Regions from separate parts of the Capra hircus genome. Here region 1 is linked to region 2. A link is a contact called in public Hi-C data. All regions are on one chromosome and are shown on one strand. Each heading gives the region's core, a stretch centred on a gene start, on an enhancer-like site or on the middle of the called end of the contact. The rest is flanking DNA. Distances are from core to core; before and after follow the strand shown. Region 1 has its middle 35 kb from the start of UBE2V1. Region 2 holds the start of SNAI1 (zinc finger protein SNAI1).

Region 1 (4,566 bases), core at 1,096-3,595, 74 kb before region 2:
CGGACGCGACTGAAGCGACTTGGCACAGCACGCACAGAGTATCTCAGTTGTGATAAGCACAGAGGTGGCAGCCACCCCAGCAGTGAAGGACAGAGACCACATCAGCTCCCATGCTAAAAAAAAATTAACCTGCCCCTTACTCTAGTGATGAGAAATCTGAGCTGGAGACCCCACTTTGATGTTCACCAAAGACAGACTGCAGGAACCTGGGCAGTGCTTCAAACAGTAGCAGGGGGCAGAACGGAAGGTGAGGTTCCCTCCCTCTCCTGACCCCGCCCCTCAAGGCGAGGCCTGGAGCGCTGCACATCCTTCTGAGGTCGAGCACGCACGCGCAAGCCGTGACCCGCTCCCCACGCAAGCCGTGACCCGCTCCCCACAGCCCTGTTGTTGTCGTTTTTTTCCTCCAGTTAGCATAACTGGGCGTGTGGCCTCCACTCCGCTCTTCCCCCAGACATGTCTTTCACCCACAGGACCTCTCAAGGCCCCTGGACAGCTGCTGAGCTCCCAGTACACCGTGTGCCACCCACAGGGACCAGGGCCTCATGGAGACCCCGAGGTCATCCCTGACGTTCCGCCCCAGCCCAGCAGCCTCAGCGCACCGGGGCGCACCCGCGCCAAAAGAATGCCTAGAAACAGACTTCTCCGGCCAAGGACATGGGCAGTTTTAATCCTATCATTTTCAAACTGCCTCCAAATGAAGAAGTAGCAAACTCGCCCTCCCACCAACAACGCAAGGTGGTTCCTTGCGTTCCCTTCCCTTTATCTGCGCTCACACGTCCTTCCCGCCCATCTCTGAGCTGAATCGTGCTAGCTCATGGCTCCCTGTGCACTTTCTCATGTGATGCGCTGAGTATCTTTTCTCTAGCTGAGAAGCCCTTTATCCCTCTCAATTACGTCATCTCTGTTCCTTTTGCCTCCTGATTTGTAGGAGTGCCTCACACACAGGCATCCTCGCCGTCTGAGACGGTCGTCTGAAGCATTAACAGATGGCTCTTGTGTGGCTTGGCGGGGGCAGCTATGGGTGGCCGCCCTCACCAGGCACCGCCCTTGGGATGCAAAGAGCTCAGATCAGAAGCCCTTCTGGGTGGTTGGCGGGACACGTTTTTGGTCCCTCCTCGAGGCCTGTCCACTTCAGGGTCCGGTGGGCGAGTAGGGTGGAAGACAGGCAGGTGGCCGGCTCGGTGGCCTCCTGACACCGCGCAGAGCGGGGCTGGGTGACGCTGGCCTGCGTTCTGTGCTCTGACCCACCACGCCCCGGGGTCTTCGAGAAGCGGAGACGCTGCAGCAGCCGGCCAGCACACTAGTTTGGCACTTCAGAAACCTCTCGCGCTTCCCCAAGCCAGTTCTCATGCCCTCCCCCTCCTACCCCAAGGGCCACGTCCCTGGGCTCTCCGCCCATCACCCCCAGGCGAAACGTGGCTATCTCACGCCCATCTGGTGCCCAGGCCAAGGACTTGCTTCCTCGTGTCCAGGGGTGGGCTCCCACCACAGGCAGCACAGGTACGCCCCCCCATCCCCGAGAGAGCGCCGGCCCCTCTAGAGCAGCCACTCTGGGCTGGCTGTCCTCATTAGCCGATGCTGTTTTGCTCCTGGCAAGTATTCATACCTAACGAACTGATTTATTCGGTTACTGATTCCTCCTTCCCTCTCTGGAACAGGCACCATGCAGGTCGGTGCTCACCTGGCTCATCCACATCCCTGCCTCCAGCGCCGAAAGCTGTCCTGGGACACACTGAGAAGGTTTCCGCGAGCTCAGGAATCCTTCTCCAGAGCGGGGCCTCGCCTTCCTCTCCAGGCCCAGGGCAGTGACGAGGGCAGGGTCCCGGCGGCTCTGCCGAGAACTCGCGGAGTGACGGAGGGACTGTGGGCTAACTGAGAGGGCGAACAGAGGGACCAGCCCAGTAAGGAGTTTGGCAGCTCCAGGTAAAGCTGGTGAAGACGCGGGTGGGTGAGCAGAGAGGCTCGCATGTCACCTCTCTCTCCCGGGATCTCAGCACATGACCTGGAGTCATGTACGCCAACCCCAGTACACCTATGGCTGTGTGGCTCTGGGCAGAGTCCTTGGGCTCCCTTCACAGGACTGTGCTAAGCATTACGTAGCATTTTATGCGCCCGTGAGATTTTCACGGTCCTCAGCACACGGCAAACCCTTCAAGCTACTGTGAAATCACCCTGTTGCACCAGAGAGAAACTCTCCAGGTCTGCAGGCCCCAGGGCTCCAGGTTGAGGCTCAGGGCTGCGTCCCCGCTCGGGCCAGCAGAGAGCGCTCGCGCGCTGCAGATGGACGCCCGGAGGACGGGGCAGGAAGGACCACTTCTCAGCGGCCTCGCAGGCATCTGGGCGTGCGCGTTTGGCGCGCATCCACTCCCAACCCCACACCTGGAGGACCAGCGCACCTGCGCTACCAGCTCACTTTTACTGAGGACGAACCTAGGACTCAGAAGGCGTCCTCAAGGTCGCCCAGCCCGGGTGTTTCCGGTGGGGTCCTGCAGCGATGCCAAGGCGGCCTCTGGCTTCAGGGGTCACAAACTCAAAGGCTTCAAGGGGCTGATGTTACAAGCTGGGAAACTGACCTTCTTGCCTCTGGAATGAGAGCTCAGGATGGCCATATCTTTACGTTTTTGGGGACAGAAGCCAGACATCAAGATTTAGTAAAATATCTCAACTTTCATGGTGTCAATAGATTAAAGGCTTTTAACATTTTAATCACCTTACCACCTCTGAGCTACCTTTCAACCCTCCCTTGGAGAAAAGCATTTTAAGACAAAACCCTTCTTCCCCTGTCTTCACTAGCCCACCCTCTCCCCCTCCCTCAGGCCTCAGGTTACAGATCACCTCCTCCCTCTGGGTTAGGAGCCAAACCCTATCCCTGAGCTTTCACTCACTGGTTTGTTCATTCATTTATTCAACAAACATTTATTGAGCTCTTTCTGTGTGCAGACCTCTATACCAGAGTCACAGCAGAGAACAAAGCAAACTAAAATTGCTGCCCTTGGTGGCTCAGAGGTTACAGCATCTGCCTGCAATGCAAGAGACCTGGGTTTGATCCCTGGGTTGGGAAGATCCCCTGGAGAAGGAAATGGCAACCCTCTCCAGTATTCTTGCCTGGAGAATCCCATGAACAGAGGAGCCTGGTGAGCTACAGTCCATGGGGTCGCAAAGAGTCGGACACGACTGAGCGACTTCCCTTTTGGAATAGAGGAGACAAAACAGACAGGGTGAATTTACAATGTCATTTCAGAGTATTAAGCACATACCTGAAATATCCCAGCAAGAGAACAAGATGGGAAGGTCACCCTGGGCAGGGAGGGCCTTTCTGCAGAGGTAACATCTTCAAACGTGTGGAAGAAATTGCATGCCCAGAACTCGGCAGGGTGGACAGTTCTGAGTGAAGAGAACCACGGAGCAAGGGCCCTGGGGCAGGAAGAGGCATGCCACGTGGCCATGGTAGCAGCTGTCAGTGCCTGGCACATAATGGGCACTCTGCACCGATGGATCAGTGGGCACATGGATGTGCTGCACCATGCCCCGTGCTGGGCACTGGGGAGGCGACACTTGATGAGTGAGTGGAAGAATAGACCCAGGATTTGCCCGAATTCAGTTGCTTCTGCCCTGGTTTCAGCACCTTGGTCCCCAGTCTCTCCCTACACACTCTGGCCTCATATTCAGCCTGGCTGGGAATTGTCCAGGCCCATCTCTGGCTGAAAAGGCCTTGTACAGTCCCAGATGTCTTCTCCCAATCTGGCTTGAGCCCCCTTTTCTGTGGCCTAGAAACTGTCCAGAGTCCATGTGGCTTGTCCAGGAGTCGGGGGTGGAGAGGGAAATGAGCTGATATCTGATTTCCCTGGGTCGAGTTTTGGCAGGAGGTTCTGGGAACATCAGGCCTGTCCCCAGAGGAAGGCAGTGATCTGGGGGCTACAGAAGCCCCCACCCCACCTTTGCCCTGGGCTGGGGTCCAGCCTAGATGAAATACCATCTTTCTTGAAGGATGGCCAGTTGGCCCATGCAGTCATGAGCAGCACACAGAGAATGGACATCTGTCTGCCTGTCTGTCTGTCTGTCTGTCTGAAGGTCTCCGAAGGTCTCCTTTGCGCCAGGCACTGGGAATGCAGAAATGGACAGAAAAGTCTCTGCCGTCATTCCAGGCATGGGAGACAGAGAGTACAGAAATGATGAATCAACAAGATAATTTCACAACGGAATCAGGGCTGTAAGAACAGGACAGTGAGGTGGTGGGCCGGTGGTTGAGAACCCACCTGCCAGTGCAGGGCACAAGGGGTGGATCCCTGGTGTGGGAAGAGCCCGCTGGCTGTGGAGCAATGAAGCCCGTGCGCCACGGCCACTGAGCCCGCACCCTAGAGCTTGTGCCCTGCGACGAGAAGCCTGCGCCCCGCACTAGAGAGTCGCCTCTGCTTGCTGCAATTAGAGAGCCTGCACACAGCAGCCAAGACCCAGCACAGCCGAAAATAGATAATTTTTTAGAAAAAAAAAAAAAAAGAACAGTACAGTGTGCTGACGTGGTAGAAAGGAGAAAGGGTGGGAACTGCTTCACACGGGTGGTCAGAG
Region 2 (4,149 bases), core at 588-3,087:
TGAAACGCCAGCCCAAAGTCTGGGGAGGATCCCAAAGCAGGATCCAGAGCGGAGGCAGGTGGGCAGGCTGACAACATCCTGTCTGGCTAGGGTGGGAGTGGGGGTGGGCTAGGGGAGGGTGGAGCAGGGTGGGCCCCTTCACACCTGGCCCCAACAGCAAGGTGTTGTTTATACCTTTCCCATATCCAGCTCCAACCCATTTGGCTGAGAGGAACTGAGCCTGCTGAGGGACATGTAAAAGTTATCTACTCAGCCCGAATGCTTAGCTGATGAATGATGGCATGTTTCTGCCAAACTTCAGAGCCAGGCCTCCCCGAACTCTCGAGCTAGGTGTCAGGAGACGGCGGGGGCCTCGGTTCCCCCAATCTGAAAGTAACAGCAAAGCCCATCTTACAAGCGCTGGCAGCGAAGGCAGAGAGAATGGGGGCTAGGGGTGGGGTGGGACTCACCGGTGTGGGTCCGGACGTGGCCCTGCAGCAGCCAGGGCCTGGAGAAGGCCTTCCCGCAGGTGCTACAGACGCAGGGCAGCGTGTGGCTCCGGATGTGCATCTTGAGGGCACCCAGGCTGACGTACTCCTTGTTGCAGTATTTGCAGTTGAAGGCCTTGCGAGACTGGGGGTCCTTGGCCACAGAGAGCCCGGTCAGCTGCTTGGGCAACTGGCCCAAGCCTGGGAAGGCAGCATAGCCCTCAGCCTCCAAGGAGGAGGCTGAAGTGGACGAGAAGGACGAAGGAGCCGGCGAGGGTGGGCTGGGGGGCTGGGAGCCTTTCCCGCTGTCCTCGTCGGACAGGGAGGTCAGCTCGCCAGCCTTGGGGATCTCCTGGGGCAGCAGAGAAGCCCAACTGATGGGCTGGGCTTGGGGCGCCAAGAGAGAGTCCCAGATGAGTGTCGGCAAGGAGGCGGTGGGATTGAGGACCTCGGGCGGTGGGATGGCTGCCAGCAGGTGGGCCTGGTCGTAGGGCTGCTGGAAAGTGAGCTCTGAGCAGGGGACAGAGAAGAGGGCAAGGTCAGGCGTGAGCTCAGTCAGCCAGCAGACATCAGCCTGATGTGGGCCAGGAGCTGAACGGGGCTAGCACTCAGGGCTTATCAGATGAATACCAGATTCACTACTAGGACAGACAGTCTGAGCCCCTCTTCACCCAGGTCACCTGGTTCTCCCTCTTCCGGGAAGAATCCCCCTTCCCTAGCTCCGACTCAAGGGGGTCATTTCCACATCTCCATCCTCCTGAGGTACCCAAGTACCCAGCTTGAGGCCAGACCCCAGCATCCTGGCCCCTCGTCTCCTCAGCTGCCAAGGCACCACACCCCTGTCCCAGGCCCCCTTCCATACACATTCTTCTCCCACACCCTCCCCCAAATCCCCTGGACTCTTTCGGAGCCCTCGGCCCGGCGTCTGTCCAGATAGAAGCCTCCTCTTCTCACTTTTGGGAGGGGCGCCCCTCTTCTCTGCGGCTGCTAAGTTTCCGTTTCCTCAGCCCAAGACCACCGCCCTCCAAACACCCTCTCCACATCTCCCGGACCCACCTGACCCGAGCTTATCCGCACCCAGGCTCTATTCTTTGACTCGACTCTCGCCCCTCGACTTCGTCCCCAAGCCCCCTGCTCCTCCAGTGCTCTCCCCATGCAGCCTTCGCTTGCCTCCCCCGAACTCCCCAGGGGTCCGGTCCCCTCACCTGGAGAAGAGTCGTGCAGCTCACTGTAATTGGGTCTCCGGCGGGAGCCGGCAGACTTCCTGACGAGGAAAGAGCGCGGCATGGTGGCCGAAGCAGCGGGTGGGGGGGGGGGGTCTCGCCGGGTCGCACCGGGATCGCAAAGCTCTCCACCCACGACGCCGTGCAGCTGCGCTGTGAGTGGAGACGGGCCGCCGATTCCCTTAAGTACGCCAGTCGCGGGTGGGCGTGGCCCGTCCCAGTCACGCCCCTTTGTCACCTCCGCGCCAATCGAGACGCGCCTTCGCCAGCGGCCCCGCCCCGAGCAGGTGCGCTGGGGGCTGGCGGGGCTCGCGCCGCGTGGCGTTGGGAGCCGGGCGGGGCCGCGCGGACGCCGGGCCTCGGGCGCGTGCATGGGCGCCGGGCGGCGGGCTGCCGGGGGCGGGGCGCTGGGAACCCCTGGACGAGGCGGGACCCCTCTTCAGGACTCGGGCGCCCGGGCCGGCTCGGCGCCGCAGGCTCTCCCGCCTCTGGCGCCCCCTGGCGCCACGCGCCGCGGCTCTGAGCACCTGACTTTCGGAGACCGCCACCTCCTCGAGTGTCGGAACGGGGCAGGGGGTGCCTTCGCCCGTAGAGTGCCCCGCAGAGAGCGTGGGATTGACCAGGGGCAGCACACAGTTCGGGGGCGGAGAGAAGCAATGGACCCCTCCACGTGGCTGCTGACAGTGTGCAATGCCACGGCCCTTTTTTTTTTTTGCAAAGCAAACGGGCATCAGCTAGAAAAACGCACATACTGACTGTGTGCCCACTAACGAACCAGGCACCCCTCCCGGCGCTGGGGGGGATACAACCCTGAACAAAACACTCGGGGTCTCTGCTGAAGGGTCGCTCTCCCAGTCACGTGGGGGAGACAGGCGAAGTCAACAGGCAATTCCAATGCAGAGGGAAGTGTATTTCGATGGGTTGGGGGGGGGGGTGGGGACCACAGGGCACTGTGACAGTCAAGAGGCGGGTCACTTGACCAAGGGTCTGGGCAACTTCCCAGAGGAAGTCAAGAAAATGCCGAGGGGAAAGGCCTGAGGTTAGAGGCAGTAACCATCTCAGAGTTACTGAGAGCCTCTCTCAGGATGGGGGTGGGGTGGGCAGGGCGGCAGGGTCAGGGCCTGGAGGAGTCTGGACTTTGCTCCAGGGGCCCTGGAGAGCCGAGGAGGGACCTGTTTGGAGTTTGGTTGAGAAAGATTACTCTGGGCAGGTGGGAGAAAGAAGTGGGGAAGGGCGGAGCTCAGGTAGTTGCCTCACTCGTCTGCGGTCATTGAAACTGTGTCTAAAGGACCTGAGGCTAGGCTCCACCGGGGGTTCACTGATTGATTCAGCTGTGGGCTGGGCCCAGGGGAGGGACTGACTTCACCCCCAGCTCTCCTCTGAGCCCACTGACTGTGAGAGCCACTCCTGTCCTGGACTGGGGATGGGGCACAGGCCTAAATCCGAAGGTCTCTTCAACTTGTTTCCACCTGTGGAAACCTGTTAAGTCCCTCCACTCACCACCCTGCATGAGAGCAGGGACAACTGTCTGGATCCTTAGGTGCTGTGAAGAAAACAATCAACCTTTCCCTGTTCTAGCTGGGGAGAGGGGGAGGCTGGGGAGACAGGCCACACACAGTCACTACGAAGAATACGGCCTCCTGTACGTCTGTTTACTTCCCATTGTGATTTTCCACCTACATCCAGAGGGAGGAGTAACGCCGTGTCCTTCTGCTTCAAACCTCCTGTGTCCCTATCTCACGCAGAGCAGAAGCCGAATTCTTCACCACCGCCCTCCACCTGCTGACCTGACCTCTGCTGCACTTATCTTGAGCCGCTCTGCCCCTCCCCCTGCACAAAGATCCACCGCCTTCTTTCTGTTCCTCCACATCCCAGCCCTTGGCACCTGCCGTTCATCTTCCCTGACCCCCTGAAATCTCTCTTCCGCAGGATCTTTACCAGAGAGTCTCTTTCTGTCTTTGTTTCAGCAGGAACTTCTCGACTGTTCAGCCTCATGAGTAAGGAGAGAAATGCAAATTAAAACCACAATGAGATACTATTTCACACCCATCAGAAAGATAAAAAGTTAAAATTTGGTCATAGCAAGTGTTGAGGATGGGAGGGCAGGAGGACTTTGGTTCCATGCGGGGACAGTGTCCTGGGTATGAGCCACTTTGGGAAAGTTTAGCATCAGCGAATAACAGGTGACTCTCCTAGCATTCTACTCCCAGGCCTGCTGCATCCCAGCGGTTCTTAGCCCTGGCGGCAGATCCCCTCAGGGAACACCAAAGCCTGGGCCCCACCCTTGCAGCCCTTCTGATTCAATTACTCTGGGTGGGACCCTTTGGTAGTAGCATTTTTGAAAACTCCTCAGGTGATTCTAGTGAGCAGCCAAGGTTGAGAACTGCTGCCCAGCTCTAAACCCAGAAGAAATGAGAATATTTCTTGCACCCTCGTTCATAATAGGAAACAAACATACT

Evidence for each region. A called contact is a pair of places that touch in the nucleus more often than the background predicts.
Region 1: a Hi-C map of blood shows a contact between it and region 2, with 3 times the contacts expected there. The contact joins the enhancer-like site here to the promoter of SNAI1 in region 2. A contact is called at or near these places in 2 of 5 Hi-C or Micro-C datasets (both in blood).

The regions. Positions count from the first base shown.
Region 1 is chr13:77,638,265-77,642,830 of ARS1.2, reverse strand. No RefSeq gene overlaps it. Among named protein-coding and RNA genes, the nearest start is that of UBE2V1, 35 kb to the left of the region's middle. Within about 2 kb of position 2,345, at least 1 of the 5 cell types and tissues checked has an H3K27ac peak or open chromatin away from gene starts, as enhancers often do.
Region 2 is chr13:77,564,387-77,568,535 of ARS1.2, reverse strand. SNAI1 (zinc finger protein SNAI1) reads right to left here and starts at 1,837. Exons shown (of 3, transcript XM_013968979.2): 1 at 1,673-1,837; 2 at 450-977. The coding sequence starts at 1,754.